Linked DNA regions of Anas platyrhynchos: region 2 is linked to region 1. Evidence: chromatin contacts called from public Hi-C data. All regions are on one chromosome and are shown on one strand. Each heading gives the region's core, a stretch centred on a gene start, on an enhancer-like site or on the middle of the called end of the contact. The rest is flanking DNA. Distances are from core to core; before and after follow the strand shown.

Region 1 (3,408 bases), core at 536-3,035:
TGGACAAGTCTTGGTAGGATCTTTTATACAAACTTGTGCTCTGTGCTGCACAGTGGACATACACACACCTTCTGGCATAGCATGTCTTAGTATATCACATCTCTTTGGACATGTTTCTTTTCGTATATCTCACATCTCATAATCACATTTTCATGTTTTGAAAACATAAGGAGCTGCTCCACATACCCTGCTTTGTCTGCATCCAGTCCTTTATCCCCTTTAGGATAACTCAAACGACAGTCACTGTAAGTGCTATAGTGGCACTTCGTGTCTTAAACTAGAACAAACAGGTTGTTTTGTTTTGTTTTGCTTGCTTTAGAAAGCAGTAGAGATCATCTGTAAAGTCTGAGGTCATCTTGTCTGTCCTTGAGTACAGTGTGGCTAAAGAATTTTCCTCTACAAACATCGAGTTGAGCCCTTAATAAACTAATGTCCAATGTGCTATGATTTTTTTTTCTTCTTCTTTTTTTTAAATCAGCAACTGAATTACTGTATTCAGTGTTATTGCATTCTTCACCTCCCCTCTCTGGCTGCTTCTTCTAACCACTTCAGGCTGCCTCTTCTGACACCTTCTACCTAGCTTAATCAGTCTTTGAAGTCCTTTGTGTTATGGTGCCTATACCTACAGCTACTGTTGTCTTTTATGACCACTCAAAGGAGTTGCATGAAGAACAGGCAGATCCATTTGAGTGTATTTTGTGTCTGAATGGTGTTGCTTCTGTACAGTTTAAAGCAATGACGAGTATATGTGGTAATGTAATGAAATAGAGCCACATTACCTTGAGCAACAGGACATAGATAGCATTTGGAAGCAAATGAGCCAAAGCCTGTCTGTTGCTGAGGTGAATGGCCTTTCCTGGAGCACATTACACCTACAAGAGAAATGGTGGAAACCATTTCAGTTTTGTCCATGCAAAAGTGAATGCCCAGCAGAAAGCAGAAGGATAGCTTATGGAATGACAGTCATGCTCATCACATTTAATTTTACCTTTTTTCTCGCTCATGTGGAGTGAAGCCCCTGGAACATTACTAGCGGATTGCTCTTACCTCACTGGGAAAAGGTCATGGTGCAGGCCTCACTGGCAAGAACAAGCTGGCTCAACAAAGTTGTCTTGGTCTCTGTGGAGCAGGGACTGTTTACCCTTTGTGTTTTGTACCTTGTCCAAACACACTGTCAGCCCTCCACTAATTGTATATGATAAAAGCAATTCTTCAAGCAAATCGAAGGCCCTTCATTGAGGAGGGATGATGTTTCCTTCCTTGACAGACAAATGACGCCTTGTGGGAGGCTAGGGAAGATGCTGTATAATGAAATTATTCAGCCAGTCATCTGAATGCAGACCTGCATAGCCCTCTGCTATGTCTGTGGTCAAGGAGCAGGTTGAAATGGAAGATCTGAACTTCCTTCCCCTCACCCCACTTCTTATTCCAGTGTAAGTTCTGTTTTGATGTTTTTGGGCTAGCAGCTGGCTCGGGACATTGGACAGTAACAGTGGGAGAAAGAATATGAACCACGAGTCCCATCTTGATAGCTGTCTTGGTTTGAAAATGACTTTGGGATTTACTTTGGGGGTTGGGAGCAAGAGGTCCCTTGTACTTAGACCAAGCAGTATCTCCTCCAGTAATGCAGCGGACAACATCCCAAAGAAACAGAGAAGAAAGGAGATTTCGCTGCCAGAGTTTCTCTCTATTTTCATTTATCCTTGCGTAGTGTCCCAGAGGACTGCTTCTTGAGTCAGCTGTGCTGTGGTGCCAGGTGTGACTCAAACTGCTACTTGACTAATATTTGGTACATCATTCATAAGCTTTCTCTAAAGCTTGGGTGGGCAAATATGTTTCCCATTCCTGTCTCTGTCATAGACCAAATCCCAATTATTCAGATATATTCTGGGGGGGGAGGGGGAAACAAAAACAAACAAAAATAAAAAACACAACAACAAACAAGTGATGCCATGACAACTAGTTTAGGCTGCACTGAGGCTTTGTATTAATTACTCAGTAAAAAGGAATTTTCTTAGGAGACAACAGTCTGCAACTCAAGAAGTGGAGCAACACTGGGCATTGTATGACCTCAGCCACCCCTCTGAGCACACCACGATGTTAACCTGTTTGGCAACTGCATGGTCCCCTCTACCACCACGGTGGGCATCATATCCTACAACGTGGCTGCAAGGGGAAAGCTGGCCTGGGGTGGCACTTCAATCTGGTTGCATCATACTAACAGGAGCTTATATCTCCAGGCATTAGCCTGATAAAGCTTGGTAAAAGACTGCAGAAGTCACTTCGGACTAGCAAAACCCAGATACAGAATATACCCTGGGAGGAAAATAGCTATACTTCTTCCCTGTCGCCTACACCTCTCCAAACAAAAATACCCTGCTGTTGCTATGGGCTTAAATAGTTGATTCTCAGCCACATTTTTTTTTCCCTTTGAAAATGTAAAAAGGTCTTCATGGGGTGGATGTGCCTTTCAGGAACCTTTTCTTAGCGAGCATAAATTTTGTTTGTTTTTGTAACAGCCATGTCGCTATGCGGTCTACAGGAACAAGACTGCAGCCGTGATGCGGTGATGCTTTATAGTAGTGTGTATGGTGCTGTAATTCTTTATTTCTTGTTTCCTGTTTGAGAGTGAGATCAGTTCATTCATGCAGGCCCTGGTAAGGTGGGCAAAGTAGAAAAGCAGAGCGACAAGACAGTGGGGAGAGGAGACACGGTAAGGACAAACCACTGAGGACACCACTGTGCCTTCACAGAGCACATACCTAGTGCCACTTTTGCTCTTTCCTCCCTTTGCTCCATTCCCACCCCAATGAGAAAAGCTTAGCAGGCAACAATTCTGATGAACATGAGCCTTGGTTTAAACAGGAATTCGTAGCCAAGCCTTTACTATCCAAAGTTCTTAATAGCTCTCCATGGTATTCTGCCAGGCTATTGTCCAAGCAGAGAAACCCTGCACTTGGCCAGCTCTGACACCGATCAGTCTAGTGCAGAGGACCAAAGTTAACAGAATGGTTGGTAAAGAAAAAAAAAACAACAATGAAACGTCTCAGCAGTTTCTCCTATAAAAGGATCTGTCTGAGGCCCTTGGTTTCCTGCAGTATTTACCCACCCGTGCAGCTTTAAAGTTCGTGTTTAAGGACCAACTGCTGAGCTGAGAATGAGTTTGCTGGTGTTAACTTCAGGCTGAGGCTGGCAGTCATGCCACGTGGATTTAGCCATGATGTCTCCGAGGATGCAGAGATAGGTCACAAGACCAGAAGCGTCTCCTTCTCCTTGGATGCCCTCTAAGGGGAAGAAATGAAAGAGCGGATGAATATGAAGCAGGGAATATAAATTGCAGCATAAGTTCCCCAAGAGACCTTCCCTCCCTCCCTCCAAGCCCCAAACCACTGAAAAAGGAACCAAACC
Region 2 (3,408 bases), core at 600-3,099, 94 kb before region 1:
GCGAATGAATAAGTCTCCTGATTTCCCACAACGTTGTTGCACAACGGAGCAGAAGTTCTCCGTGCTGGTACGCTGGGAAGGCTGCTCACCATCCCAGAGGATTTTCACGTTGCTCTACCATGCCAAAACTTCCTCAAAGCCTATTTGGGATAAAAAGATTCCCCCTTCCCTCCAAAATGAGAATAAGGCCACTTCCATTTCTCTTCAGAATAGGAGAGAAGATGATAGTTCAGTTGGAAGGGACGTACAAAGACCATCAAGTCCAACAGCCTGGCCTCTTCAGCTAACCAAAAGTTAAAGCAGGGCATTAGGAAAGACACAAAGAGGGAAGAAGGATGGAAAAATGTGCAAAAATAGAGGAGGAGAAAGAGGTTCCCCAACACTCGGGAGCAAGGCAGTGGTCACAAAGAGGTGTGTGGCAGTGGCAGTGAAACCTGAGTGAGGGAGAAGGGATTTAGGAACACGGATTTGCAGTTAAAAAACTTCCTTTTTCTCTCTGCCATCATCCTTGCAAAACCTCGTGTGTGCAGGAACCGCAGCTGACTCAGCCTGTGGCAGCACTGGGCTCGCTTCCCTCTCCCGGCGGGGTTGGGAGAAGTCACAGAGCTGGGAACGGGCAGAGGAGCAGGATCTGGCCCTATGGGTAAGGGAAGTTTTCGGCGGTGTGGGTTCCAGCAGTGTTTCAGCATCCCTCCCTACTCCAGCTGCCTGCTGCAGCGAGGCTGGGTCCAGCCCCAGGAGCAGAGGTTTTTGTGGGGATGAGAAACTCCCTGAACCAACAAAAATCCACACGTGCCAGTCTCCAGGTGCTTGATTTGGGGCTGTTGTCTGCCAAAAATCATTGCTGAGGCACAAGGTGGATTTGATGGAGGGGTGAGGCGAGGATAGGGATTTCCTGCAGCTCCCACAAGGACACTTTGTGCAATCGCTCTGCCCATCAGCTGCACCAGGGGAGCCCATCCCGGGCTGAGCACCTCTGGTCCCTCTCAGCTCCACCAGACCACATCTGGCAGCTCAGCCCTTTAATTTGAATCCCACACCACACTCACGTTGCCCGGGTGTTGCTGTTAATTATTATTTAACTCAAGAGCCACGGCCATAGTCCTGAGGGCTCACCATGCCAGACACTGTGTGCACAAGGGCAAGGATGCTCTCTGCCCCTGGTGACTGGGAAGGCCGTGGGAAATTCCCACTTTTCCCAAAACTGGGATATTCTCGCTCCTTTGTACTCGTGCTCCCGAAGCACCGCAGTACACAGGGCTCCCTGAAGCTGAACCCGCCCTGCCCCTAAATAAAGAGCTCTGAAGGAAACTGGGACAAATTTCTGCTCGGTGCCTTCCCTGCTCCGTAATTACAGGCATATGCACCAGCTGCCTTCCCGCCTGGGCAACCCACCTGGGGCTCATTCCTCCCCATTAGCATCCAGCCTCCTGCTCCTAAACCAAAGCTCTCGCAAACAGCAGCTCAGGCTGGTGAGCAGCCTTGCCTGCCTGCCCTGCGGTGATTTTTTGGTACAGAATGAAGAAAAAAAGGGGGGAGGAAGTGAAGGTGCAGGCTGTGCCTTGGCCAGCATCTACAATAAGCTCCTTCCCACCCTGAATATTTTCTAAAAAAAAACACCAGTAAGGGTGAATTTCCCCCATAAGGGGCTGCAGCATCCCCGATGTCCTGGGTCAGCCTCCAAACCCCCGGGGCAGCCAAAGCGGGGGCCCCACAAACGCTGACTCGCCCTTTCCCCCATATGGGCGTTCTGCTGAGTCAGGGTCACACCAGGCCACGGTATCGCTGAGTAATGCTTTCGGGCAGCGGTGGGGGGGGGCTCTTTTTGCTGAGTCACGGTGCAGCGGGGCCACGTGTGGCCGGATATCGGGAGGGCGGCTTCAGGCCGACGTGCTGAGGTTGCAGCCGCTGTTCTTGGCCCCGCGCCCTTTCCTCGGGACGCCTGGAGAAATCTCCAGAAAGAAAAGCCCCGGCTGGCCGCGGCGGAGGATGTGCAGCTCCCGTACCCCGGGGGAAAGGGGGATGGAAGCCCAGGGGGGGCAAAGGGGGGCTCCCTCTGTCTGTGTAGGGCTCGGTTCCTGGTTCACCTCCTCCCCTCCCCTGAGAAAGGCGTGCGAGCTGCGGTGCAAAGTCCTGCTCGGTGCCTACGTGCGGTTTTTCAACCCCAGCTCCTTGCTGCTTGTCCCGTCCCGAGCAGGGCGTGCTTTGCTTTCTGCAGGGCTGTAGCACGGCCACGATGGAGGCGGCTCGGTATCTATGTGCCGTGGCATGCGTGTTTCCATGCAAATACCTACATTTCAAGTAGGTATTATAATCTGTGCTTCCCGTTTCCACCCAGCTGCTTCGTTTATGCCCGAGAAATGCACGTGCACATCCTTCTCCCTCCACCTCTGTCCCTGTTTTTTCAGTGCAGAACTGCACTGTCCGTCTGCAGGACCCTCCTGAAGGCACACCCCCCCCCACACACACACACACCCCATGGGGATTTTCAGTGCCTTGGGGTCACAGCCTCCGTGTTTCCACCTGCATCTCTGATCTCGGCTCGGATTGTTCCGTGCTGACGGCAGCGAGCACAATCAGTTCTGCCAGGGCCGGGCAGCCTCCCTCTAGTAAACACCAACCCACCCACAGCACGTCCCATACCCTCCGGCAGCGACTCCCCCCGCCGGGAAGCCAATTTAAGCGGATATTGCAACTTCATGTGTTGTTTTGTTTTTTTTTTTTTTTTTTTCTTGTTCCTTTCCCCTTTGCACAGCAAGTTCTGGGTGCTGAGTCAGCCTCCCCTTCCTTGTCAGGCACTGCAGATTTCTGCTGTGTCACGGTCTCAGGATGCCCATGCTCCCCCCCTGGCCAGCCGAGCCTGGCTGTCACCAGCCGGCCCCTCCTCGTCCCCCTGGGGACCAGGGGCCAGGGGCAAGCAGGGCTCAGGGCTTCCAGCGCGGGGCTGTGAGCTCTGCTCTCTGCACAAGCGAAGTTTCTGCCTGCAAAATCCACAAGGAAAATCTCCCCACCTCACCTCCCTGCCCCTGAAAAAAATCACTGATTCCTCAACAACTCCTTGTTGTTAACTCCTCATCTAACTGATCCCCTGACTGAAATATTTTCTCAGGGGCTGGGACAGGCAGACAGAGGCTTTCAAGCCCAGCAGGAGCTGTTACACATACCTGCCTCGGGCTACCCGATTCAGCTTTGCCACAAACCTCCAGGGCAATCTCAGCAGTGCCCAGGCACATCACAGCCCTGGCACCACCCGCCCGCTGCTTGCTGGCAGGGTAGGAGATGAGGGATGGGACTTTTGGCAGCTGTGGGGGACACCACAGGGGGACACTGCCATGAGGTCCAAGCAAAATGCACTAGTGCCCTGGGTGAGGGTGGCTCACTGTACCCTGAGTGTGCTGCTCCAGGGGC

The links. A called contact is a pair of places that touch in the nucleus more often than the background predicts.
Region 2: a Hi-C map of subcutaneous adipose tissue shows a contact between it and region 1, with 3 times the contacts expected there. The contact joins two enhancer-like sites. A contact is called at or near these places in 2 of 8 Hi-C or Micro-C datasets (liver and subcutaneous adipose tissue).

The regions. Positions count from the first base shown.
Region 1 is chr1:55,291,043-55,294,450 of IASCAAS_PekinDuck_T2T, reverse strand. It overlaps LOC119715660 (a long non-coding RNA gene), which reads right to left. Exons shown (of 4, transcript XR_005262945.2): 2 at 1,048-3,284; 3 at 780-872. Among named protein-coding and RNA genes, the nearest start is that of MB, 15 kb to the right of the region's middle. Within about 2 kb of position 1,785, at least 1 of the 8 cell types and tissues checked has an H3K27ac peak or open chromatin away from gene starts, as enhancers often do.
Region 2 is chr1:55,385,497-55,388,904 of IASCAAS_PekinDuck_T2T, reverse strand. No RefSeq gene overlaps it. Among named protein-coding and RNA genes, the nearest start is that of HMOX1, 4.2 kb to the right of the region's middle. Within about 2 kb of position 1,849, at least 4 of the 8 cell types and tissues checked have an H3K27ac peak or open chromatin away from gene starts, as enhancers often do.